Regions from separate parts of the Mus musculus genome. Here all the other regions are linked to region 1. Evidence: chromatin contacts called from public Micro-C and promoter capture Hi-C data. All regions are on one chromosome and are shown on one strand. The core of a region is the stretch at or near the end of the contact, and the rest is flanking DNA. Distances in the headings are between cores, read along the strand shown. Region 1 holds the start of Gja3 (gap junction protein, alpha 3). Region 2 holds the start of Pspc1 (paraspeckle protein 1). Region 3 overlaps Mphosph8 (M-phase phosphoprotein 8).

What was found. Promoter capture Hi-C pulls out the DNA fragments that hold promoters and counts their contacts. Hi-C and Micro-C count contacts between places; a contact is called where the count stands out from the background.
Region 2: a contact with region 1 is called in a Micro-C map of embryonic stem cells, with 3 times the contacts expected there. The contact joins the promoter of Pspc1 here to the promoter of Gja3 in region 1. A contact is called at or near these places in 2 of 484 Hi-C or Micro-C datasets (both in embryonic stem cells).
Region 3: a promoter capture Hi-C map of stem cell-derived epiblast-like cells shows a contact between it and region 1, with 2.6 times the contacts expected there. The contact joins the enhancer-like site here to the promoter of Gja3 in region 1. A contact is called at or near these places in 6 of 39 promoter capture datasets (the C10 cell line, embryonic stem cells, hippocampal neurons and 3 more), 1 of 15 datasets of contacts at CTCF or cohesin (embryonic stem cells), 6 of 484 Hi-C or Micro-C datasets (embryonic stem cells, nephron progenitors and uterus) and 1 of 9 other capture datasets (embryonic stem cells).

Annotation. Positions count from the first base shown.
Region 1 is chr14:57,055,369-57,059,237 of GRCm38.p6, reverse strand. It overlaps Gja3 (gap junction protein, alpha 3), which reads left to right and starts at 1,515. Exons shown (of 2, transcript NM_001271623.1): 1 at 1,515-1,711.
Region 2 is chr14:56,776,303-56,780,075 of GRCm38.p6, reverse strand. Pspc1 (paraspeckle protein 1) reads left to right here and starts at 1,758. Exons shown (of 9, transcript NM_025682.4): 1 at 1,758-2,285. The coding sequence starts at 1,917.
Region 3 is chr14:56,688,032-56,691,820 of GRCm38.p6, reverse strand. It overlaps Mphosph8 (M-phase phosphoprotein 8), which reads right to left. Exons shown (of 14, transcript NM_023773.2): 8 at 3,316-3,456; 9 at 2,706-2,792; 10 at 760-914. Among named protein-coding and RNA genes, the nearest start is that of Gm16973, 11 kb to the left of the region's middle. Within about 2 kb of position 1,895, at least 70 of the 459 cell types and tissues checked have an H3K27ac peak or open chromatin away from gene starts, as enhancers often do. A contact at or near this core is called in stem cell-derived epiblast-like cells, where this site is marked.

The sequences.
Region 1 (3,869 bases), core at 266-2,765:
CCACCTTTCCACTCTTGAACTGTGTTATGAAGTGGGTGTGCAAAGGGTATTTGCAGTTACACATTTTAAATCTATTTCCAATAAAAAGTTGCAAATCATTATTATACTTCTGGCTTTACCAATACAATACTAGAGTTTGTCCAAGACGGTGCAAGTCTTTTAATACTTCTGATGCTTCTGTGGGGAGAAGTATTCTTGTATTTCTTGGAGAGAATAAAAACAACAGAAAAATAAAACCTTCTAGAATAACATTTCTGGATTTCAAAAGAACCTAGGCAGGTGTGCAGTGCAGGCTGCCATCACGGCCCTGGGATGTCTGCAGGAGGTTCCGGTTGAGACCAGGTCCCGCTCCCGGAGACCCTGTCTAAGAGACAAAACGAAATAAAACAAAACTGTATCCATGTGTTACCAAGTCCTGCAGGAGACCGGCTTCACGTCTCTTCATAAGCTTTGTTTTCTTTCTCGTTGGAATACGCTTAAATTCAGACTCGAACAGAACGACTGAATTCTTCAAAGTCAGCGGATTGCAAACCCAAATAGAGCCAAACTTTTTAATGAAGCAATAGGTCTTTAGGGGGACTGTAAAACAACCAGAAATGCACATTTTCCCTTATTCCTAAAATAAATCCATCACTCATAAAGGGACTTTGGGGATCCCTTCTAAAACTGCCACCAACATTCAGTGAATTATTATTTACTAATGATTAGCTGCTGTTCAAGTCCTGTTAGACCCTAGGAAGCCAGAGGAAATGGACAAGGCCAAGATTCTGTCCCTCTCGGTGTCGGTGTCTTATGACTCTCAGAGAAACTCCGAGGGTTAGACACATTAAAAGCCTCACCCCGATGCGGACAAGCTAACCGGACCACACTCTGCCATCCCATCCCCAAGACCGTCTGGAACAACTTGCCCGCAGGGACATCTTCCCCAACACTTCAGGCCATGCCAAGTTTCAAGCGCCTTGGAACAAGTTAATTTAAAAAAATTAGAATCCGTGGAGCTGTCGGCTAATTTGTGTCCGCCTGGAAGCAGGCTGGCGGCCGCTATTTATAGCTTGTTGCCCGCGGGGGCGTCTCTATCCGACAGGGTGAGACAGGATTCCGGCTGGGACTCGCCCGAGGAACAAGTCTGCATCCCCAGGCGGCGACACCCGGGCGCGACCGAGGCGCCCTCCCGACGCCCACGCGCGCAGCGCCCAGGCCGCTCTGGCAGTCGGTTGTGCCTTGCTCCCGCCCCGGCTGTCCACTCCTGCCCTATAGGACCCGGCCCTCGGGTGTCTGCGGCCGGGAACCCCATCCGACACCTGCGGCGGATCGGCGGAGCTGAGAGAGCCCGGACGAGGAGCGCGCGTGGTGCGCACTGGGGTGCAGGTGGCGCCCGAGGATGTGGGCGCGCGAGGAGGGGGCAGGTGCCAGCTTCCCCAGACGGGACCCGGTGAGGGGCGCAGGGGCGTGGCCTGTGGGATGCGGGGAGGCGTGGCTGGCAGAGTGGGAGGTGGCGAGGGCGTGGCGGGGCGACAGGGCAGCGGCGTGGGGCGCCAAGTGCGGTGCGTACCGCGGTGGTGGGGATGGCGGCCGGGGCGGAGAGGCCCGGCCCTAGCGCGGGGCGCTCGTGGGAAGAAGGGGCACCGCACGAGTAAAGAGGGAGCCTCCTTTACAGAGCAGGCCGAGCCCGACTGGGCGAGGAGCGCCGGTGCCGCCGCGGCCGAGCGGGGTAAGGCAAACTGGGAGTTCCAGGGCCATATTGGGGACCCGACAGCACCAGGGGTGGCGGGACGCGGCGCTGTCACCCCTGGGCAAGGCCCTGTTGCTCCCCGATCTTGGGAGGCTTTCGTGATTCTTTGGATTGTTGTGGGGTGCAGTAGGGCTGGGGAGCTGAGCCTTGGGAAACTTTGGGAAAGATTACTGTTCTTCTAGACTCCTAAAGACCTGGGCGGAGCGCCTGCTCTCTTTAATGGACGGTCAAAGCTGGGTCGAGATGGTTTGCCCTTGGGTTGGGGAAAGCAACCAGTCCCTATCCCCAAACAGCAGGGATCCTAAGGTCATTTTAACCTGCAAGTGGCCTGCAAGTGGCGGGGTACATTTGTAGTGTTTGATTGGAAAGAAACAAGGAGGGCCCACTTTTCTCAGAAAAAAAAACTTTTAGAAGTTTATTTTCTTCTTAAATACTTTAGTTGTTAGTACCACGACCCAGCTTCTTGATCTGTACGTGTGTGGCGGTGCACACGAGTAAAGACTGTACATGTTTGGAAGAGCGCCCTTAGCTGCCTTCTACAATAATCTTTTCATTAAGAGACTTGTAGTGACATTAAATTCCAGTGGCGGGCAGCTGTTTGCTTTCTGTCCACTCTTTACACAGGTAACTAGAATTCACTCTCTTGATCAGCCGTCTTGGTACCTGAATAATGTGAAAAGGGCTTCAGCTCTCCAGTTTTCCTTTTATCACGACGCCTCCAAAACGTGCCACTTAACAGCGGCTGTGTAAAACAGCCAGGAAGTGAATTGTGCACAGGCTCTCTCTTGGAATTCAAAACTATGACGATCTGTAATCTGTGCATCACTTCACACACTGCCCTTCTGTCGTGCCGTGAAATATATTGCAAGACAAACATGGAAAGATTAAACTGGAGTAAGGGAGGGGCTTTTCTAAATATCAGTTGTGTTCAAAGTAAAGAGCTAACTTGGCACAAAGTCTCCTGGCTCAGCAGTTTGGCCTCTGTTGAGATAAGCATCAAACAGGGCAATGCTTTGCCCTGTAGTGTGAAGCAGTTTACAAAACGGTCCCACGGGGACAGACAGTGCAGTTTGCTGACCAGCACGTGGCTGGAAGTGGTCGGACTTTAAAATGGCAGGAAACAAAAGTTGACTCTTTGTCGATAAGGAAAGAATTTTAACCAATTTTTTTTTCTGAACAGCACTAAAATTTTAGGGTTTTCTGTTCATTTTTCATAGCTGAATGACATATGATGGGTTTGGAACTTCCTTGCAGCCAGCCTGACGTATGTAGAAACTGGGACTACATCCTGCATTGCTTGAAAGCATGTCTAACAGTACCTAGGACACACAGCCTTAAGAACTCCACCATGTCACAGTCCCATGAACATTAATAAACATACACATTGGTAACTTGCCAGTGTGTGTGAGGACATTCAGAGGATTGAAGGGCCCCCAGGAAGCCTTTCACTTGTGCAGAAAGCCTGGTCCTAGGATCTGGATGTGAAGAAACCCAGACAAACTCAGCTGGTGGCTGGACTCACTTGTGTCTGTCCACCCATCCTTCTGTGGGGCTCCAGGACTAGGCAACCAGGGTCTATATTGCATCTATCCATTTTCCCCATGCCTGCCTCTTCCACGGCCTGCAAACAAGTCTCCAGAGGCAAGGACCACAGTCTTGTTGAGTGTTCACAGCACATACAGCTGCACACAGGATATATTTAATGTTTCCTGGAGAGAGAAACGCACCTGCTATGGTTCATGGGGCCATAACAGCACATGGGACCAGTCTGCTTATGGTTTCACTATATATAGTGCAGAAAGGCAAGAAAATAATAAAATATCACCTACATTTTTATTCTTACAGGGTGCTAAATTCTCCCTCAATAGTAATTAGATTAGCAGCCCAGAGCTGGCTTTTTAAAACCTGTCACAACTTCAGAAGTGTGAAGTCGTTTTTTACACTTGTGTATTTTATTCTTTTTGTTTTGTTTTTTGAGACAGGGTCTTTGAGACAGTAGCCCTGGCTTACGTAGAACTCTCCATGTAGACAAAACTGACTTCAAACTAACAGAGACCCACCTGCCTTAGCCTCTGAGTGCTGGATTGATGGCCTGTGCCACCATTTCTGGCTCATGTAACTTGTTCTTTCGTTTGAA
Region 2 (3,773 bases), core at 509-3,008, 280 kb after region 1:
GTCCTCTGCAAGAACAACTGGTGCCTTAAGAGTTGAGCCATCGCTCTAGCTCCCGAGTTTCATATTGTTAAGAAAAAAAAAAGTCTACTTTCATGAGAAACTGATGAACACCTTGTAGAGTGGTATGTGAGTTTAATTACTTTTTGTGGTCTTTGAAGATACACCTTGTATATGCTGGGATTTGTATGGGAGGGGATTGAGGTGAGAGGTTCAGAATTGCCCACACTTCTTAAACTTTTTCCTACCTGAATCCTTACAGAGTAAGTTTGTGATACTTAAGCCTGGTGTCTGGTCCATAGGAGTTCATGGTCTGTCTGTATTAATTTTATAATCTATTCCAGGAAATTCTACTCTGAAGTTAATAATCCACAACACAGTCAGGGTGGTGTGAACCTTTAAACACAGCTCTTGGGAGGCAGAGGCAGTGGGGCAAAGATAACACAGGCAGGAGGATCTCTGTGAGTTCAAGGCCAGCTTTGTCTAGGTAGAGAGTTCCAGGACTGCCTGGGCTATATAGACTAAACCAAGCAAAATCATGATTGTTTCAGAAACTTGGATTGTGAGGCTGTGGGGCTCAGCACTGGTGTGTGCAAAGCTCGAGTTCATTTCCCAGCACTGAAAAAAACCAACATTGGATTGCTTAATCAGGAAATATGATTTTTAAGAGCTTTATTATTTTTGTTAGTTTTTTTCTGGCTTCCCAAATGCTAGCTAGGATTACAGGTGTAAGCTACCATACCTGTTAAAAGGTGTTTTTAATTGCCTCGAAAATTTGTTTTATTAAGTGCTGTGTATAAATATGCTCATGCCTTTAATCCCAGCACAGGTGGGTGGATCTCTGAGTTCCAGGACAGCTAGGGCTATACAAAGAAACCCTGTCTCAAGAAAAATGAAAGGAAGCATTTTTTCTATTAATATCACTTTGCTGTGTAGCCCAGGCTGACCTTGAACTGCCTATCTTCCTCCCTGTCTACCCAGTGCCGATAACATGCAAGTTTTTCTTTTTCCATTCAATGATAGTTGCCGTAATATTTAAAAGGGCAAATACATTCCCTAAATTATTGTATTTTCACACCGTATTGTACACATATACTTTGTTCCTCATGATATGTTAATTAATATCAGATAATATTAATCTACATATATTTTGAGCAGATAGACCAGACAGCAGACCAGGCCAAGGTGGTTCCACGTGGGAGAGGTTTATTGTGTAGGGATAGGGGGGCGGCGAAGCGGGTAGAAGGGCAGAGAAAAGGAAAAAGAAAGAGGGGTGAGAGAAAGAGAAGGGTGGTGGTAATTCCTTCCCCCCCCCCATTTATACGGAAAATGACGTCACACCAGTGAGGGTGGGAACTGAGCCAAGTGGATTGTGGGATTGAGGGTCGTTGTCCTGGCAACGCAGGTCAAGGGTTATATAGTTAGGCCAGGATGGAGTGTACTGGTACTAACACTTCACTTGTAGTGTCTGACCTAGGTGTCCCAGGGCTGAGTCCGGAGGGTCGAAAGCTAAGGTCAGCCTCGGATATACATGTCCATACTCTTCCAGTTGCATAGAGCAAGAAAACAAAACAACCCCCTCCTCCAATAGTCTGCACTATCTTAGGTTGCGATGTCCCTAGGAGTGGACTCTAAGGCTCGCCACAGTTTGCGCACGCGCCATGCTAGCAAACGGTTCGCGGGTATGGGATTTGCGCAGGCGCGCCGTGGAGGGGCGGGACTCTTGCCCGCGTCTCTTCTTCCAACTGCAGTTTGAAGCAGCGCCATTTTGAGCGTTCGGCCACCGCGGGCGTGATTGCGGGGAGGCTGGGCTTCCCTCCGTTACCTGGCTTTCCTTGCTTCGTTTCCATAGATACATGTGGAGACGTGTGTACCTTGACGTCTAGGCCTCATCCAGCATCCCAAGCGAACTTGCTAAGATGATGTTAAGAGGAAACCTGAAGCAAGTACGTATTGAGAAAAACCCGGCTCGTCTTCGCGCCCTGGAGTCGGCGGCCGGAGAGAGCGAACCGGTGGCCGCGGCGGCCATGGCGCTGACGCTGGCCGGCGAGCAGGCGCCGCCACCCGCACCTTCCGAGGAGCACCCGGACGAGGAATTGGGCTTCACCATCGACATCAAGAGTTTCCTCAAGCCGGGCGAGAAGACGTACACGCAGCGCTGCCGCCTCTTCGTGGGTAACCTGCCCACAGACATCACGGAGGAGGACTTCAAGCGCCTCTTTGAGCGCTACGGAGAGCCCAGCGAGGTCTTCATCAACCGCGACCGAGGCTTCGGCTTCATCCGCCTGGTGAGTCTGCGGCGGGGCGCGAGGAAACAACAACAACAACAAAAAAAAGCTGCGGGGGCTGCGGTTTGGCGTGAGGGCGCCGCAGGGCTTCTGTCCTGCTGGTCGCCGGTCGCCCGGGGCTCACTTCGGGAGCGCGCTGCTATCGCAGGGGGCGGGGTCAAGGAGGACCAGCGGCGTCTGGGTGGACGGTCTTGCGCGACAAATTTTGTTGTCACGGAGGTGAATTGGGGATGAACTTGAGGAATTTCAGCAGCGGATTTGTTCCCTCACCAGAATGATCCACAGCTTCCTTTTGCTTTCAAGGGGATGTGTCGAGTGGTGTAGCTCTGTGGCAGAACCTGGCCCAGCATTAGCATGCTCAAGGCCCGGGGTTTCTTCTGCATCCTAGCAAGTATTCGCCTTCTGTCTCTGCATTGCGTGCTGTCTACGCTAAGCCATCCAGGTCTGCAAACTCCTGAGAGTAATTGGGGCCAAGGGTGGGTGCTACCGTGTATTTGACTTATCCTAGCATTAAAATATTATCCTATACCCTCTTAAATTTAAGTAAAGAAAAAAAATCCAATTAGGTAAAAAAAAAAAATGCCTAGTTTGTCGGCTTGAAGCACTATTCATTCATTCATTCATTCATTTATTTTTGGTTTTTCCAGACAGGGTTTCTCTATATAGCCCTGGCTGTCATGGAACTCTCACTCTGTAAACTAGGCTGGCCTCAGACTCAGATCTGCTTGTCCCAGCCGAGCTCTGACATTAAAGGCGCACCTGCGCTACCACCACCAAGCTTATGCCTGATATGTTAATTGCAAGTCGCATACTTCTTTTTTTTTTTTTTTTTTTTTTTTTGGTTTTTCAAGACAGAGTTTCTCTGTAGCCCTGGCTGTCCTGGAACTCACTTTGTAGACCAGGCTGGCCTCGAACTCAGAAATCCACCTGCCTCTGCCTCCTGGGTGCTGGGATTAAAGGGGTGCGCCACCACCGCCCGGCAGCAGTCGGTGCTCTTAACCTCTGAGCCATCTCCAGCCCAGTGGCACACACTTTTAATCCTAGCTCTGAGGAGGCAGAGGTGGGATGATCTCTTGTGAGTTCCAGGTCAGTTTGGACTGCATAGCAAGTTTCAAGACAGCCAGGACTAAATAGAGAGACTCTGTCTGAAAAGCAGGATGGGGGTATGACGGAAGATGTGTTCCTCTAAATCTGGCACCCAGAGTTTTTTTGTGTAGGAATAAAAAGACCTGTTAATTGGAAACTAGTTAACTTACAGAAATTAATCTTCTTAAGTAATTTTACAGTATAATCTGAATTCTGTGCATAGCAGGTAAATTTATAAATTCTAAGTATTGCTTAAGTCTATGTTTCAATTGGAAATACATATAATTGTATAGTATGTGTGATTATAAATATTGATATACAGTGACTTAATAAGTAGATAGTAGAATGGCTTTAAAACTGATATGAATTTTGCCTGGTTTGTATTTCTAGAGATTTCCCAAC
Region 3 (3,789 bases), core at 646-3,145, 370 kb after region 1:
ATACCTGGTGTCTAGTTTACAAGCTAAGGTCTGGGGCTGTTACCTGGGTAAATAAGGACTTCATCCTCTCTAGCAGTGTTTTTGGCAGGTGTTGCTAAAATATTACGTGGGCCCCGGGATGGAAACTCTACCACAAAATCACATCCTAGCCCATCAAAAGAATTCTTCAGTGATAAAGACATAAATTCCTAACAAAATATGCTTCAGAATTCACTTGAAAAATATACAAATAGAGAATAAAAGAGGGAGAGAAGTCAGTCTCTGGTTGATGCAGGGGTGGGCATGCACACAGACACACAGTTTTACCAAATTAAGAGGAGATGTTAACTTATTACAGTTTTACATAGTCTCGTCTAGGCTGGCCATCAACTAGCTATGTATCCAAGTTCTAGATCTACCCTAGTTCTACCCTAATTTCTAGATCTTCTTTTTGCTCTAATGTCCTAAGTACTGCTATTATAGGCTTGGCTTTGGTCTACCCCAGGACTGTGTACATTCTAGGTAAGCTCTTTTCCAACTGAGCTACATCTCCAGTCCTAGACTAACATTTTAAGATTTCCCTGGGTTTTCTAAGATTTTGGTAACTCATATGGAAGTAATATATATGCCACTTACTAAATTCATAATCTACTGAAGAGAGAATCCCTGCAGATCATCTTTTCTGAACATTTCCTACACAAACCATTCCAAATATGATGTGTTCAATAAATTTTTCCCACTCTGACTTAACCATGGTACGTTCGTTCGCCTGACACTTACGTCTCCAAGTGGCTCTTCAGCAGTTCATATACAAGCACATTATTACACTGCTTTGCAAAGTACAATGCACTATTTTGGTGCTTTGACAAAATGTTGCAGTCAGCTCCACATTCAATCACAAGGCGGACAATGTCCGAATTTCCTCTTTTGCATGCCTAGGGCAGGAAAGAGGAGTGGCATTGTAAACCATAGTAACTTTAGTTTCTCCACACGGGTCTGGCAGCAGCTCTTGGTGAAAGAGGACAAAGCCTCATAAATGAAAGGGAAGAAACCTGGGAACAGGCATTAGCAAGCACTGGCAACAGACAGTTGTGAAGTAGTAAACTAGAGGCTGCTGTGAGGAACAGCTCAGTGCCCAGGGTACCTGCTAGGACACCCTCTCCAGGTTCTTTAGGCCTTCATGGTTCCAACTGCCTTTCACCTTTCAATGGTTCTCACAGCTGATGCCCAGTGCCAGAGCTCCCTAACTCTGGAAATGTAGGTTCAGACTAATATTACTAATATCACTTATTTCAGGAACCTCCTTCCAGGTCTACAAACTGCTTGTCTTTTCCCAAATGCACTCCGTAGTGAACTAAGGAGCATTAGAACAAACCCACCCTTTAATCTGGGAACTTCTCCAAGTGCCCTTAGAATACTCCCAACCCTGGATGGTCCTGTAGAAAACGCTAGCATACCCCTGCCCCTCTCTGCTCCCGTGCTCTTTCTTCTACTGAGGTGTGCCTGCCGTCTAGCAGGTTCTCAGTAAGACATTACTGAGTGCCACCTTGGTGTACTTACGTGATAATAACAGGCAGACACACACACACACAGAAAGACCACGTAAGCTTAGACTCCTGAATAAAAGACTATTTACACAAACCCAAATCAGTCATAGTGAGGAATCACAAAGCAATGATCAAGGCTTAGGCCTTAAGGGTCTGATAGGAGGCCCAGGAGAAAGATGCAGATTATAGAACACAAGGTTCAGGACAAGCCTGGGGCTGTACTGCAATCCAATGCACTGCTCACACCTGACAGGAGAGAACTTGGCATTGCAGAGAAATCCCAGCTCAGATCACAGCTTATGCAAAGCTGTACCTCAGGGAAGAAATAAGACAGAGCCAGCTACGGACAACTGGATCTGCTGAGTCACAGCAGCACTATGAAGCAGAAACCTAGAACTCCTGCAGAGAGAGGAATGAGTCACTCTAGGCTGAGGCTAGTGAGGAACTTGCAACCTACCATTCAAAGATACAAGAAGGGTGGTTGGGAACAGCACAAACTCAATAACCTTCAACTCAAAACATAATTCCACAGGAGATGGAGTTACAAAATACAAAATAATGAGAGCATATAATCCTCTCCTCCTCTCGGGTGTCTAAACCTATTCATGTGACTACAGTGACCTTGATTGTATTGTCACTACACCTTTTGCACGTGACCTGACTCATGCTAGACAAAGTCATTAAGGCATTCACCTAATGTGTATGGACCTCTGATATAAATTTCTGAACTGGCACTAGATGTATTAATTGATACTAGAAAAGCCTCTCTCTGTCTAGCTTAGCAGACAAACTCTTCCTTCTGCTTTGAGATATAAGCATCCACGTGGCTAGAAACCACCCAAGACATCTGTAAACTGCACATTGTGCAATCTTGGATCTGTCTGCCTCTTTCCAGTGCCTTCTACTTGTAGCATAGAGTTATCATTCACTGAAACACTTGCAGTTCCTTGCATCTCCCCAACTCCTGCTGACTCAGCACCTACAACCCCCAGCTCCCATGACTCTTGCTGGGTCCCTTAGACTGAGCATGTCCCATACATCACTGATCTACCATACTCTCCTGCTTTGATGACCCACTTCTATTCTATGGGAGATCCTGACTTCCAGAGATGGCTTTGTCTCTCTGCCTTTCCCAGTCTGCAGCACCCACATACATAGCCACTGTGAAACTTGACTTACTTTCATGAGCGCAGTCTCACCATTGCTTTGCTGAACATTCACAAAAGCTCCAGCTTCCAAAAGAATAGCTACAGTTGTTAAAAAGTTCTATTAAAAAACAGGAAACAAAAGTGAGTAAATTAATGGAGAAGAAAAAAACAAACAAATTTAGTCCCAAGATTTCCTTAAAAGACAAGACCTTCCTTCTAGCTGTTTTGTAACAAGGAAAAAGACTCACAGATTCAACTCCATGCAGGTGGCTGGACACTGTCTCCCTGATTTTCACTGGAGGGCCACAGAAGCCACCTCCTGAGTCTAGTCCCTCACTGATTTGTCAGCAAGTGCCACCTGCCGTCTACCCTGTAGCTTCCATGTGAGAAACTCTACCTATGAGTCCTCTAAATCATTTAAGACTGAAATAAGTATTGGCAGTGTAGCTAGAAGTTGTGCTTACTACAAATTGCCGATTAGGCAAGTCACACTTTAAATCTGATTACAAAGTACTGCTAATAGCAGAAATTCACATCACAGACCCACTAAAAGTACAAAGTAAGGCTACATGACATGTGACCATTATATTTCACTACAAAAAAAGATTCTCAGTTTCCCTTCATGGAGTCAAGTCTCAAACCTTCTCAGCGGCATGAATGAGGGCTGTAGTCCCGTTTTTCTGGCGCCCATTCACTTTTGCACCTTTGGTGATAAGGAGTCTGAGGAGGTCGTCCTGACCGCCTGCTGCAGCCAACATCACCAGGGTCATCCCAGTAGAATCCTGTGTTAGTGAAACCTTGTTAGTCTTTAATCAGAAACATTTTAGAAGCAAGACTCTTCAGTCATGCTATTTCAAGAAGAAATCACTAAAGAACAATGACTTAAGGATCCACTTAGGTTAGGTTGCTTACTATAATATTCTTGTAAGTAATCAGAAAAAATATCTTTAGGATTTTGTGTGTATGTATTCATGGGGGGGGGGGGCGCATGCATATAGAGGCCAGAAATAGGTTCACTGCCCTATTTCTTAAGATTCACTTTTATTATTTTTCAATTTGTATTATGTCTGCGTATCTTTGTGGGGGCATGGGCATATAAGTCCAGAAGACAACTA